Linked DNA regions of Sus scrofa: regions 1 and 2 are each linked to region 3. The links are chromatin contacts, called in public HiChIP or PLAC-seq maps. All regions are on one chromosome and are shown on one strand. The core of a region is the stretch at or near the end of the contact, and the rest is flanking DNA. Distances in the headings are between cores, read along the strand shown. Region 1 holds the start of MTCL1 (microtubule cross-linking factor 1). Region 2 overlaps MTCL1 (microtubule cross-linking factor 1). Region 3 has its middle 99 kb from the start of NDUFV2.

Region 1 (4,804 bases), core at 1,656-4,155, 230 kb before region 3:
TCTGTGTACAGGAGTGTGTATATGCCAATCCCAACCTCCCAATTTATCCCTCCTCCCAGACTAACTTGATTTAACAAGAGCGAAACATTATTTTAAACTCACCTGTGACTGTACAAACATCTATGGTGCAAGCAGTTATCTGTGTATTAATTCACAGACTTCCAGGAACAAAGCAGGGCTGAACAAACGCCTCCTTGCCTGGGGCCACGGGAAACAATTGCCGGGCTAATCATTCAGGGCACTGGCTTTGACTTTGACCTGAGGGAAAGGAAGCTGCCTATAAGTTATGGTCACTTGGCTAATATTGTAGGGAGACTAGCTTACTGAAACATTTGAGCTGGTCTTTTGCATGATTATATGTGGTGTGAGGAGCTTGTTCTGGACATAATTCTTGAAAAATGTGAGCGTGTTGAAGACGTCTGGGTCCCTGGAGGTATGTGGAGGAGAGGGTCCTAGAGTTTGCAGGCAGCACAACGCCGCTTTCTGATCAATCTGCTGCTGGACAGGAGCGTCCGAGCGCCCTCTAGGGGCAGCTGGCTGGACGGGGCTGGGGGCAGGGCACCTGTCAGCCTTTCTGCAGGGTTGTCACCACCAATGCCATTTTCCTCCAAATACCCCATGAGAAATGGCTGTGGTCTTATTAAATGTTGTGTCAATGATGACTTTATCCTGCATTTTTTGAAGGAGGTGGGCAAGTAAGGTGATTTAAGGTTAAGATCCCAGAATTTGGAGTCTATTTTTCCATGTTTTATATTTTATTTTAATGTGTATATTTATTGATTGACAGTCTTGTGTTGGTTTCAGGTATACAGCACAGGGATTCTGTTACACATATATATTCTTTTTCAGATTTTTTTTCCCCTTATAGGTTCTATTTTTCTTTTATCTTCAAAAGTTTGTCCCCTTTTCCCTACTACTACCACTGCTCTCATCTTTGTGTATGGCCCCAACCACTAACTGCCCCCTGTCACCAGCTCCGTCTTCTTAGGGATCTTTCTAAGCAGGAAAGATCAGTCTTGCTTAGCATTCCCCAAAGGCTCCCCCAGCCTCTAGGACAGTGTCCAAATTACCCTCAGGATTTGGAGTCCTCTCACCTGTAGCCTCTGTCCTAGCAGGTCCTGGGCATGGACCCAAAAGACCAGTCTGTCCTTCTGGGCTCAGGGTCCGAGCCCACTCCAGCAACTTATAAGCACAGCCTGCCTCTGCCTCCCAGCAAAGCCAAGTCTAGAAGGCAGCCTGGCCCTTCTCCTCTGAGTATTGCCCACCATCCTGTTAAGAGGTCCAAGCTCATAATGCTTAAGCACGGCAGGCCCATGAAACAAGACGTTCGTTATTGGGGCAGGGAACAGCGACTTTACTGGGAAAACTGGCAGACCGAGAAGACAGTGGCCTAATGCCCCCAAGAACAATCTTCCCCAAGGAGCATTCAGGCTTCTTTTACACCGAAGGGGGGAGGGGTAGAGTCCTGGTTCAGGAGGGGATGTGTTAACTTCTTCCTTCCCGAGGCCATTCACAGGTGGGCCTGGTCAGGATGTGCCTTTGCAGTGTTTTAGCTTAAAGCACATCCCCTGGGAAGCAGTGTTCCCAGGATGGGCCATTAGGTATAATTTAAGCTTTTAGACAACCTCTCTTTAGTGATTACTATACAAAGGTTCTTCCCTGTTATACTCCAACACCTGGGACAAAAACTGCACTCAATGATATTGAAAAGCACTTTACAGTTTATAGCGTTTTCTCATACTACTGAGGCCGCACAAAACTCAGGTGGAAGTATTTTCTAATTATACAGGGCGGGAACAGAGGCTTGAAAAGCCCGTGGCTCATATTATAGCCTCTCCGGCAGCAGGATGGGCATTCAAGCTCCGGTTTCTCAGCGTGTGGGGATGGGGCCTGTGACGCCGCCAGCACACAGGGCTACAACCACTGTCTTCACCTCCCTCACCCACATCCTCATCCTCAAAGAAGACAGTAGTAATTCCGAGTTGGACTTGTTACGCTGATTAAATGAAACCGGGCCTGGGGAGTGTCTAAGAGGGCCTGACTCGCAGCCCACGCTGTAAACGTGAGTTCCCTTTCTGACCCTAAGCTTACACTATTCCGACAGCAGCTCCTCCTCTGAGCTCCAGAGGCCACTGGGGGTGCCAACTGTGGAGCACTGTGAGTCTTTGCACGCGACAGACAGCTGCGCTGGGAACCAGCAGTCCTTAAAGGAGTGTGGCTACCACTGCACAGCTGGAGAGGCCGGCAGGACAAAACTAAGGGGGCCCTGGAGGCAGGGCTGGAACAAGGCCCATGAGGGTCCTTGTTCAACCCAGCGAACGCGGGCGCCCCAAGGCGCGCCCCGCCGAGGGGCCCGCCCAGCCTTGCGGTCTATTCCCACCCCAGAGGGCAGTGCCCGCCCCCGGGCCCCACTTTACCTCAGCCCCTCCCCCTCCCTCCCCTGGGTCCTGCACTGTCTCCTTGGGCCTCCGAAAGGAAGAGGGTCCCGGGGCGGAGAGAGCTGGAGCCGCAACCCCGCCCCCACCGCGGCGCCGGCTGACGGGAGGCGGAACATGCGCACCCGGCGGCGGGCCGGAGCGAGAAGGGGGGGCGCAGGCCCGAGCGGGCGGCGCTGCGGGGAGCCGGCCGGCCGTGGGCGGGGAGCCGGGCGCAGGAGCTGGGAGCGCGCCGCCAGCGCCGCCGCCGGACGGGAGAGGGTGTGCGAGCCCGGCGCGCCGCGCGCAGGGGATGCGAGCGGCAGGGAGCCGCCGCGCCGCCGCGCCGGGAGAACGCGAGCGGCAGTGACCTCAGCCGGGGGAGACAGCCAGGCGACGGCGGCTGCGAGCCCGTGGGGATCCTCGGGGCCCGGGTGCGGGGGACGGCGGCGGCGCGGGAGCGCCGGGCGCAGACCGGGCGGGGCTGGCGGACAGTGATGAGCGGGCGCGCGGGGAGGCTGCACGCCGCTGCCGCCGCCGCCGCCTGGAGCATCAGCCGCCCGAGCTGCTGCTCGCCGCCGGGGCCCCGGCCATGGAGACGCTGAACGGCCCCGCGGGCGGCGGCGCCCCAGACGCTAAGCCGCAGCCGCCCAGCCAGCACCACCGCCACCACCACCTCCACCCGCTGGCCGAGCGGAGGCGGCTGCACCGCGCGCCCTCGCCTGCCAGACCCTTTCTCAAGGACCTGCACGGGCGGCCTGCGGCCCCAGCCCGGTCGCCCCCTCTTCGGGCCGAGCCGCGGCGCCCGCCGCCCCGCGCTCGCCCAGCCTCGCGGGCAAGGCGCCGCCCTCGCCGGGGCCCTTGGCCGCGCCCGGCCGCCTCTCCCGGCGCAGCGGCGGCGCCCCTAGCGCGAAGGACAAGCCGCCGCCGGGCGCCGGGGCCAGGGCAGCGGGCGGCGCCAAGGCCGCTCCGGGCCCCAGGAGGGCGGCGCGCGCGGTGCCCGCCGAGCCGCTGCCCCGGGTAGGGAAGCCGCCTCCCGGGGCCGAGCCGCCGTCCGCCGCTGCCAAGAGCCGAAAAGCCAAACGCGGCTCCGGGGCGGCTCCCGCCCGCACCACCGGGCCCCTGGTCCCCGCCGTCCCGGTCCCGGCCGTGATCCTCGCCGTGACCTCCGTGGCCGGCTCGCCGGCCCCCGGCTCGCGCATCAGCCACACCGACAGCAGCTCCGACCTCTCCGACTGCCCATCCGACCCCCTGTCAGACGAGCAGCGCCTACTCCCTGCCGCCAGCAGCGACGCCGAGTCCGGCACAGGCTCCAGCGACCGGGAACCCCTGCGAGGAGCTCCCGCAACAAGCCGCGCAGCTCGGGGGGCGCCGCCGGGCAGCCCGGAGCCCCCTGCCCTTCTCGCCGCGCCCACCGCCGCCAGCGCCTGCCTTGCGGGACGGAGCAGCCCGAGTGGGGTCCTTGTGGAGGATGCCGGGGGGCGCGCGCCGCTGGAGCGAATGGTCCCTGGGACCCCCAAGGAGCGCGGCCAGGGCGAGCAGCCCCGGCTGGTGCAGGCGGCGGAGGAGGAGGAGCTGCTGCGGGAGATGGAGGAGCTGCGCTCGGAGAACGACTATCTCAAGGTGCGCAGTTCGCCCGCCGCAGGTGTACCGGAGGCGACCCCGGGGTCGGGTGCGGGCGGGGACTCACGCTCGCCTCCTTCCGGGTCCCTAAAGCGCTTTTTTTCCTACTGCTTTTCACTTTCCTGTCCCTGCACACCCCAGGTCTTGGGAACTTGAGCCAAAACTTCTGGAAGGAGCAGCGAGACTCGTGGGTCCGGGCAGCTTCTCAACCCACTTAGCTTGTTTCTACAAGTCTCGCTTCTTTCCTCTGGTCTATTTGCCCCGTTGATGGGCCGCGTGGATTAGAGAGGCGGCTATAGTCCTTTGGGATTCACAGTGGACCTCCCCACCCCACCCTCACCTGTGGGAGCGGGTTGTCCCGGGCAGAAGAGCTTTGGTCCCGGCCCGGTGGGCTGACTGTGGGTTCCGGAGGGTGCGGGGGGCCCAGGCCGCAGACCTGCAGGCCACTTCTCCCGCAGTTGCAGAAAGCCAGGCCCCTGCGTGTCTTCCCTGGGACCTCAGACCTCACAGCACAGACAGCGAGGCCTCGCCCTTTTCAGGGGTAACCTACGGTTCAGAAGCCCCTAGAGTACGGCCTGGGCGGAGGGACCACGGTGTTGTGCTGGCCAGTCCTTTGTGAGCGTCCATCAGCCTGTTTTTCCATGTTAGAAGAGGCCACTTGGTTCCCTCCTCACGCCGGCACTTTCGAGGGAATCGCAGCCTCTGCGTCCTATCTGCGTGCTTCCTGGGGCCTGCTCTAAGTGGCTTCTTGGTCCTGTTAGCTTTGG
Region 2 (4,904 bases), core at 1,695-4,194, 140 kb before region 3:
ACGTTAAGTCATCCTAGGAGTGGAAAGATCCAGTGATTCTCTCCTCGGGGTGAAGAAAGTCTCCAAAACTTAATTCAATCTGCTTCCAGCTATCCATGACCTAGAAAACCATCGTTAAGCACACAAAGCTCAGAGATACTGGTCAAGTTTTCTGTTGATCAGGACTTTGGCGTTCGTCTTTCTCTGATTTCTAAAACCATATCTGTGAGCAGTGATAACTTATAAAGGGTAAAAATTTTCATTATCAAAATAGTTGATAAGTAGTAAAACTTCTAATCTTTTCTAATAAATTTCCATGCAATTTAAATGGAGAAAGGGGCCAGTAAGTGAAATGACCACAGTGAGCCTGTGAGGGGAAAGGGCTGGGAAGCGAAGACTTGACCTCTGAAATGGGTAATTTCCCCGTCGCTGAAAATCCAGCTGCAGGGTAACAGGATTGGGGTGGAGCTGTGATCATCCTCTCTTTCAGTTTCAGAGCGAGCTTCCAGAGACCTTTCCCAGGCTCGGGGAGCTTGGGGTCCAGGGGGACCCCAAGCTGGATGGTCCAGACCAAGATGATGACGGGCCAGGCTGTGGCTTCTCGCTGGGGGAGCAGATTGCTGAGCATGGATCATGGCTGCAGCCCACAGACGGGGGACAGCCACACAGGCAGGTGGGTATCGAGGTCACGGCCCCTTGACTGGCCCCCACCCTGGAGAGGAGACCCCTGGTCTGCTTATGTCACCAGGTCACCTGCTGGTATCCCAGGGAGCAGGAGATTGGTTTGCTTGGCTATACACATAACTAAGGACACAGTAAGATCACATCAAGAGGGTCCCCTCAAGGCCAGTGAGTGTCCCTCTAAAGGAGGAAAAAAAAGGTGTTGAAGAGAGTGGCCTGTGCCTTATGAAGTTTGACCATCCTTCTGAGAAGGCAGCGCCGTGACCACGGCCTGGGAAAGAACTTAGGGCTTTTTTTTGTGGTTTACTGAGTGGACATTAGCAGCCTCTCTAAATTGGCAAAATGCAGAGCACAGGAGGGAAGACCCAGCATTGTATTTATTCCCCAAAAGTACATATAGAGCATTCCAAGCTTTTTTTTTTTTTCTCTTGCTTTGTAGGGCCGCACCCACGGCATATGGAGGTTCCTAGGCTAGGGGTCAAAACTGGAGCTACAGCTGCCGGCCTACACCACAGCCACAGCAATGTGGGATCCAAGCTGCGTCTGCAACCTACACCACAGCTCATGGCAACGCTGGATCCCCAGCCCACTGAGGGAGGCCAGGGATTGAACTCAAATCCTCATGGATTCCGGCCAGATTGTTTCCGCTGTGCCACAGTGGGAACTCCATGTTCCAGGTTCTTTTTAAGCCACATAACACATAATGTCCCAACCAAAAGTATTTAACGACACTTCAGAAAACCTTAAAGCGCATATAGAGAGAGATGGGGTTTCAGTGTAGAAACCAGTAATTGTTCGTGTTGTCGAAGGTCTCATTTATTATAGGCAGGCAGGCCCTGCCGAGTGATGATGCCACTCGGATCTTTTGCGCTGCTGCACAAAATGGCAGCTGGGTTTGGGGCGTGGAGACCCCGAGAGGCTAGAGCTTTGCTGCTTCTGAACTTCCCGGTCTGAGTCCCTACACACCCTCTCTGCTTCTCTGTGGGTCCCTCGGCAGAGCCTAGCCCTGGGGCGAGGCGCGGGCGGGGTGGACCCCGGGCGCAGCTGCAGCCCCTCAGCCAGCAGCACCCTGGGGCCTCCCCCCACACTGGCCTCCACAGCTGCGGCCCCTCCCTCGGCCCGGAGCCTCAGAGCGCCGCCAGCAGACGAGTGTCAGCAGGACCCAGGCTCAGGTCCAAGTGACGAAAGTGGCGCCGCCTGAGCTCAGGGCTTTGGGAAGTGTGTGTCTGCTCCAGGGCTTCTCTCTGTGTGCACCCAGGTCTTCATGGGCACAGACCCATTTTCTCCTCATATGCACCCACGCGTCACTTTCCCCAAGTCATAGGACTCCAGAAAGAGGTTACTTTCAAGGGGCCTTTTAATGACAGTGATTAGGATGTTTGTGGTGATGCCAGTGTCCAAGGGGAGATTTTAGCTCATGGGACGAGTTTCCAGCGCAAATCAAGTTAGAAAATAAAGTGCAACTTTGCAAACAATCCTTTCAAATCTACCAGTTTTTTAATTAATTATTTACTTATTTATTTTGCTTTTTAGGGCTGCACCTGCGGCATATGGAGGTTCCCAGGCTAGTAGGGATCCAATCGGAGCTGAAGCCACCGGCCTACACCACAGCCACAGCAACACCAGATCTGAGCCGTGTCTGCGACCTACACCACAGCTCACGGCCACATGGGATCCTTAACCCACTGAGCAAAGCCAGGGATTGAACTCGCAACCTCATGGCTCCTAGTCGTATTGGTTTCCACTGAGCCACGACGGGAACTCCCAGTTTTTTTATTTTTAAAAGAGACGTTGTCAATCAGTCCTACTAAGTGTCTGTGATTAACTCAGACAGTATCCCTTAGTTGCCACTGTGCCAAGAACCCACTGTCCCTGAGACCGTGTGCTGGGTGTTTCCCACGCATGCATCCAAATCATTTGGAAAAGAGGGAAAAAATGTAACACATCTGGTTTCTCAAACAATAGTCATGGAAAATTTTACCCCGTGAGATGAAAAATAATGTGAAGTCACTCAGCTGGACTCTCACGTGCCGCGTACTTTAATGTCATCTCTCTTTTCTGCCTCCTCCTGCCATTGCTAACTTCTCAGCTCTTCCCCTTGAAGGCGCAGATGGACCCGCGAGTTTCTACTTTGTGCCATATGAGCGGGAGGCACGTGGATGGGCCAACAGGGTTAGAATCCAGACAAGCAGAATCAGATGTGCCTTTACTGGCCCCCTCTCTCCATGGCAGTCAGGAGCCACCCGTCCGAGGACAAGATTAATGAGCTCTACTGTACTCGACAGCTGGCTCCTGGGAGAGCTCTTCTGGGGGAGGAGGTCTCTGCCCTGAGGCCGTGTGGGTGCCAGCCAGTGGCCTGGACGAAAGAGCCGAGCACGTGTCTTGGGGCTGCCCAGCAGAGCCGCACCTTCTCGGAAACTCCCGAGAACCTCCCGCGAACCTCCCAAGATGATAAACAGAATGGGAAACGTGGCCTGACTTCTTTCCCAAGGATAAATTCACAAGTAACAAAATTTCCCAGGCCTTCTTTGTGTCACATGGAACAGTTTCACAGTTGAACACAGTGGATGGCAACATTTATCACATCAAAAGAGGTTAGAAAAAAAATTACACCTGGCTAGGTTTTTTTTTTTTTTCCTTTTTAGGGTCACACCTGCAGCCTATGGAGGTTCCCAGGCGAGAGGTCGAATCAGAGCCGCAGTTGCAGGCCTACGCCACAGCCATACCAACGCCAGATCCTTTAACCCACGGAGCAAGGCCAGGGCTCAAACCCACATCCTCATGGATACTGGTGGGGTTCTTAGCTTGCCGAGCCACAACAGGAACTCTCTGGTTAGTGGTTTTGATCACCAGTGATTGGCACCTAGACCAGGTTTAGCATCACGTAGGAGTTTAATATTTGCTAAATTAAAAAAGTTATATATATCAGGTTGACCATGGAAGTAGTTCAGAAGAAAACCTCAGGTTAGAAAATGTTTGGTTCTGTGAATGTACTTCATTGGCTGACGGGCGGCAGGGAGCGACTGTCCTGGGAATCGAAAGTGCTTTCAGCTCACGCAGCCGCCTCGAAGAGCCCGCCACAGTGCGAAGGTGAGGCCAGCATTCCTGTGGCCATGGACGTGTTTTCTACTCATTCCAATTCCTGAAATCAGGTTTTTAAACACAGATGGCTATAGTGCCGAAAGTATGACCCTGTGGTTCCATCAGCCAGTCTTCCCAGAATTGGACTACTTTATTAAAAGAGAAGCAACTTTCCACTCAGGGATGTGATGCAATACTTTTTATTAAAGTATGTAAATGCGAAGAACCAAATGTAATTTCCAGAGTGAGATCCTTGCAGTTACATTTCATGTTTGTCTGCCACGGCCACCGGTCACCGAGGAATCCCTCAGGATGCAGCCCCAGGACCAGTAGACTCTGCTCCCTCAACCTCTGTGGCTAACTCAGGGCCCATCAAAGTCAAAGTCAGCCTTTCCCCTGTGGACAGAGTGCCTTGGCTCCTTGGACTTGCCTGGTACCGAGCAGCCCCTCTATTCTGCTCTGCCCAAAATGCAGAAACTTCTAGAAGGGGCACTTCTCACATCAGAGCTGTGATGTGCCCTCCTCCTGCTCCTCCTGAGCCTAGGTGGCGTTGACATTTACGTCACACTTTCATATGTTGCACTTTTGTATGTCGTACCACGATTTATCCTTCAGACTCTGCAGCTTTACAGCCTGCCTGGGAGACGTGCAGCTCTGTATGAAAGGAACCAGACCAGAGCTCATGATTAGGAAACGTTTGATTTCTGCTGTGTATTTTTGTTTGTTTCTGTTACTGTGAAAATAGCACGTGTAGAAGGTGGAAAGTCACAGGTACTGAAAGGAACCTGAGGAAATATTCTCGCAGCCCCGAGCTAACAGTTTGCACCATACCTTTCAGAGTGTGACGTGTGATCTAAATAAGCTGATAAGTTTGCTAATAAGCTCACTCTTCCCATCCAGTTACTGTCATCAGACCTGCCCTAACTTTCCTGGAAGCCTTTGGCTGACGACTCTGGGTTTGTACTTCACTCAACATACATCACTTGCCCTTTAACACACCCACACCTCCTGGTCTTGGGAGCTCTCGGTGAAAGTTGTGGTGACCTGCAGGCCCTGAGCCTATGGGGCCCAGGTCACCTGACGTATTCCCAGACAGGGACAGATGAATCCTCTGCATAGTGTCTATCATCTCTGTAAACTTTCACATTGGGTATGTTTTCAGG
Region 3 (4,381 bases), core at 1,717-4,216:
AGCCTCTGGGCCACACTAGAATCTGCCACAAGCCCTGTCCTCCATGTCTGAGGTGTCAGCCCAAGTCCATGGGGAGTAAGGAAGTTGGACTCAGAAGTGCCAGGGTCCTGAGCCCACACCTTTCTTATACATTGCACCACTGTTCTACTAACAAACTTCACATCCCCCAAACATGCCCTTTGCCAAGGTCAAAGGGGACCCACAGTTTATAAAACCCTACATGTAAAATTCACTGTGATTCAATCAAGCTCAACCTTCCCCTGAATGTCAGTCAGCTCCAGGCTGATAAGTCAAACCCAATTACCCAGAAACCGGCTGGCTGACATGGACCATTAATAAAGCCACATGAAACAAGGGGGCGGGGAACCTCACTCCCCATCTTTTCTCTCTTCTCCACCCCCACTGTTCTGGTCCAGGTGCCACACCAGTGCTCATGATGCTTCTGCCCTTGGCCAGTTGTCCTAATTCCTCACTTGCGTGGCGCTGTGCCCTGCACAGACCGAGCACTCCAGAAATATCCTTTGGGTTGAAGACAACACCTGGTGACAAACATGTTTCAGACCATCTTGCTTTTCTTCCCTTAGTCCCAGGTGTCCGGAGGTGTTCCAGGTAGGCAACGTACAGACAGTGCTGTTGGACCATCTCCCCAGCCAAGGCCAGGTATGAGTTTGATGGGCTTTTATCTGAACAGATGGACATTTCTCAGACGTGACAACCGGGCAGGTTAAAGCTGTGTGTAAGATCGGGTGTTTCTACAGAACTTTCCATGCATTTCTGCTCCTTAGTGCCAGTGCGGGCCTGAGGCACATTATTAGTCTTTCAGGAAATATTTGGAGAAAGGCAGGAAGATGGGAGAGGGTGGCCACGTAGGTGTTTGGGGGTGGGGGAGGCTGCTGCAGACAAGCAGACGGCAGAGGAAGGACATTCTCGCTGCTTCTGTGTGCGTCTATTGCCACCTGGCGGTCATGGGGAGAAGTGCTTCTCTGAGTGAACCTCTGTCGCAGCGCACCTAAGTCATTTCCCATCTACAGGTGGGACCTTTAGACCCAGAGTCCACAGGCCTCCCCACAACGTACACCTGTGTGATTTTTCTTTTTCCACTGGAACTTACTTTGATAGTTGTTTTCAAGGCCTATGCATTTGAAGGGAAATAGAAAAAACAGGTATCACGGAGGACTGGCATCTCTTAAGTTGTCTCCACTCAAACGAATAGGCTCTGTCACTTCTTTAGAGGCTCTTTGCTGGCAAGAACTGTGCCTGCCTTAGCTCTGAGTCCCACACACCTGCAGGAACACGCCACATGACGTGTCCATATCCATGTGGTCATAGTCTGGCTCCTCCATGGAACTCTACAATAGCTTCTGTTAATTCCATATTTACCATGTGTCAAGGGCTTGATAAGTTTGTGTAATTCTCATGACAGTCCTGCAAGGCAGGAATGACATTTCCATCTGACAGTCGAGGGAGCTGAGGCAGTAGTGAGGTACTTCGACCTTGAAGCTGGGACTCCAACCCTGTGGGTCCCCCGGGCCCAGGCCCCGCCACTCACACGTTCCTTCACTCCCACCAAAGTGATAGCTCCTCCTCCAAGAACCTCTGTTCCTGTCTCCCTCATGCCATCTTTAGCCCTCTCCTGCCTTTGGATCATATTCCTCTTTCTCTGAACCAGACACTCAAGCTCCATGAGGCCATTGTCCTCACAGAGTCTCAGGCTTTCCGGGGCCGGTGGGGAGGGGTGCTTCAGACACACAGAGTCTCAGGCTTTCAGGGTGGGGCGGGGCCTCAGGGCAGATGTGTGCCCTTATTCACCAAATTGTGAAATCGCAACAGTTCTGTTACTAAAAGGTTATTAATTATCAATCAATCCATCAATCAGTCTGGAGTTTCTGTCTAGGCTCAGCAGGTTAAGGACCCAACATAGTATCCATGAGGATGCAGTTGGATTCCTGGCCTTACTCAGTGGGTTAAGGATTTTAGGGAGCCGTGAGCTGCAGTGTACATTGCAGATGAAGCTTGGATCCTGCAGTGCTGTGGCTGTGGTGTAGGCCAGCAGCAGCAGCTCCCATTAGACCTCTAGCCCAAGAATTTCCACATGCTGCAGGTGTGGCCCTAAAAAGGAAAATAAGTAAATAAATAAAGGTTGTTAGTTCTGGAGGAGGAGCTGCAGAGGGGGTAAGCACAGTGAGTCTGGGTTTATAGATTTGGGGAAACTGATTAGCAGGCAGGAGCAAAGAGGTCAGTCTGGGAGCTTCAGCCTTGAGCAGGCCAAGTAGAGGCATCAAAGAAAACAAGTCTCAGAACCAGAGGAGTCTGTCTTGCAAGGTGTGCAGGGCCTTCCAGGCAGCCGGCCTGCATCTCCAGATCAGAATCCCCCCAGGGAGGTAAGGCTCTCTGACCAGGGGCTGCTGGAGGAGGGGGTGGGGAGAGGCAGCGTCTGTCCCTCAGCGCCGGTGCCGGAAGCAGGGGAATGGACACAGGACTCCGGGCGGAAGGATCCTGGCCTGCAGGTCGTTCAAGGACAGAAGCAGATCGGGGGTGAGCAGATGGGAAATTAAGAGTCAGTGGAAGAAAGGAAAAGAGAGTGGTGACAGGTGTGGGCAGAGGCCAGGTTCACAGCGAAGGACAGCCTTGCGGGTTGTCCGAGTCCGGTCTGTCCGACGGACGGAGGTCCCCAAGGCCCTGCCGAGCCAGGCCTGACCCCTTCACCCCTGGAGGTGCGCCGGGCAGTGTGGGCCTCGGGGCGGCCCTGGCTATTGCTGGGCACAGAGCAGGGCGGGATTTTACCAACCACCATGTCTTCGGGTGTGTGCGGCTTCCATGTCTGCGCCGAGAGTAGGAGACGGAAGAGAAACGTGAATATCTGACCATCAAAGGACAGGGGAGCTGGCCGCCCGTCCTGGGGGTCTGCGGCCCCGTGGTCGCAGCTGCTGACCCTCCCTGCCTGTGGACGCAGGCCTGGCAGGAGGCCCGCCAACTGGCTGAGCGGCAGCTGAGTTTCCAAGGCAGGGTAACCAGCTGGTCAGCGGGGCCAAAGCCTGGATCGCTGCGCCGGGCAAGCTGGTCCTGGCGGCCTCCCAGGTACCCCCTCGGTGCCCAGGCCCGCACAGGTGGCTCTACTCCACAGTTGAGTCGAAAACAAAATCCCTGCCAGCTGTGAAGGAGCAGCCGGGCCCAGCCTCTGGGCTTCCCGAAACGTGCAGTGCTGATCACACTCCCGCCCTAGAGTCTCTGTTGCGTGAAGCCGAGTTTCTGGCTTTCCAGGAAGAAACCCAGCACACAGGGATGGAGAAAAAAATCACACACATCAGTGTTTTCAGAGTCAGTGCCTCCTTGTCTACAAGTTCAAAAAAAAAAAAAAAAAAAATCATTGCCCAGAGCCCCGGCATATGTCGGGACCACGTTGTCCCACAGTGTCTTGAGGACAAGGGGGGTGGGGGGGCGGCTGTCTAATTGCTCCCGATTTCACAGTTTCTCTTTCGGCGATTGCAAACTATTTCCGTCTTCCCATATGCGTTTGGCTACCACTAATTGGGGAAAGTTATTTTTAGTATTTCCTCTTCTTTCCATCTTTGCAGATCTGCCCTATTTAGGGGGAAAATCTAGAAAAGAGTAGTGGTTTTTTTAAAGAGGAATACCAGAGATGTTTTAAAGTTCTGCAAGCACCATTTTTATGTTCAGTGGAGAAGCCAGTAAGGGAAGAAGGATCCCAAATCCCGGGTTTTTGGAGTTCCTGCTGTAGCACAGCGGGATCAGCAGCATCTCCGCAGCACTGGGATGCCGGTTCGATCCCCGAGGGGCACAGTGAGTTAAAGGATCCTGCATTGCTATTGCCGTAGCTGTGGTGTAGGTCACAACTGAAGCTCAGATCTGATCCCTGGCCTAGGAGCTCCACATGTGGCAAGGTGGCCAAAAAGAAAACGAACAAGCAAACCAAATCCTGGGTTTTATCCCCGACACCTGTGCTGGCATGGAAAGGGAAACAAGGGTCCTTTCGTCCTTCAAGACCCAGGTCGGGGTCAGCATCTCTCATAAGTCCCCTGTATCCCCCACCCACCTCCTGCTCCTGGCAGACTCACAGCCCTCAAATCCAGCAACCACTCTGGCCCTGTACCTGACTACATCTTCTTATATTTCACATACTCCCTGTACCCCCCAAGAATTCTGCCAAGTTTAGGTATCCTTTTAAAAAATATATATGAAGAATTCAAATCAGATTTAAAATTAGTTTTACTTAATCTGGGCCAAAATCAACTTCTACTAATTTTAACTTGATAAGCAGCTTTAAATTTATTTTAGTATTCAAATTTAAAATAATCCCAGAACACAAATATTTGTTTATTGATGTCAAAATTAAATAGTATTTTTTTTTTCTTTTCTTTTT

The links. HiChIP or PLAC-seq counts read pairs in DNA pulled down with a chosen protein or histone mark.
Region 1: an H3K27ac HiChIP or PLAC-seq map of skeletal muscle shows a contact between it and region 3, with 14 times the contacts expected there. The contact joins the promoter of MTCL1 here to the enhancer-like site in region 3. A contact is called at or near these places in 2 of 5 promoter capture datasets (fetal skeletal muscle and liver), 32 of 47 Hi-C or Micro-C datasets (adipocytes, adipose tissue, alveolar macrophages and 17 more) and 2 of 2 datasets of contacts at active chromatin or transcription factors (alveolar macrophages and skeletal muscle).
Region 2: an H3K27ac HiChIP or PLAC-seq map of skeletal muscle shows a contact between it and region 3, with 4 times the contacts expected there. The contact joins two enhancer-like sites. A contact is called at or near these places in 3 of 47 Hi-C or Micro-C datasets (brain, embryonic fibroblasts and epiblast stem cells) and 2 of 2 datasets of contacts at active chromatin or transcription factors (alveolar macrophages and skeletal muscle).

The regions. Positions count from the first base shown.
Region 1 is chr6:99,176,671-99,181,474 of Sscrofa11.1, reverse strand. It overlaps MTCL1 (microtubule cross-linking factor 1), which reads left to right and starts at 2,905. Exons shown (of 16, transcript XM_021096066.1): 1 at 2,905-3,181; 2 at 3,184-4,037. The coding sequence starts at 3,007.
Region 2 is chr6:99,087,476-99,092,379 of Sscrofa11.1, reverse strand. MTCL1 (microtubule cross-linking factor 1) reads left to right here. Exons shown (of 16, transcript XM_021096066.1): 9 at 470-652. Among named protein-coding and RNA genes, the nearest start is that of MTCL1, 89 kb to the left of the region's middle. Within about 2 kb of position 2,944, at least 3 of the 83 cell types and tissues checked have an H3K27ac peak or open chromatin away from gene starts, as enhancers often do. A contact at or near this core is called in skeletal muscle, where this site is marked.
Region 3 is chr6:98,949,301-98,953,681 of Sscrofa11.1, reverse strand. No RefSeq gene overlaps it. Among named protein-coding and RNA genes, the nearest start is that of NDUFV2, 99 kb to the right of the region's middle. Within about 2 kb of position 2,966, at least 10 of the 83 cell types and tissues checked have an H3K27ac peak or open chromatin away from gene starts, as enhancers often do. A contact at or near this core is called in adipose tissue, fetal skeletal muscle, retroperitoneal adipose tissue and 2 more, where this site is marked.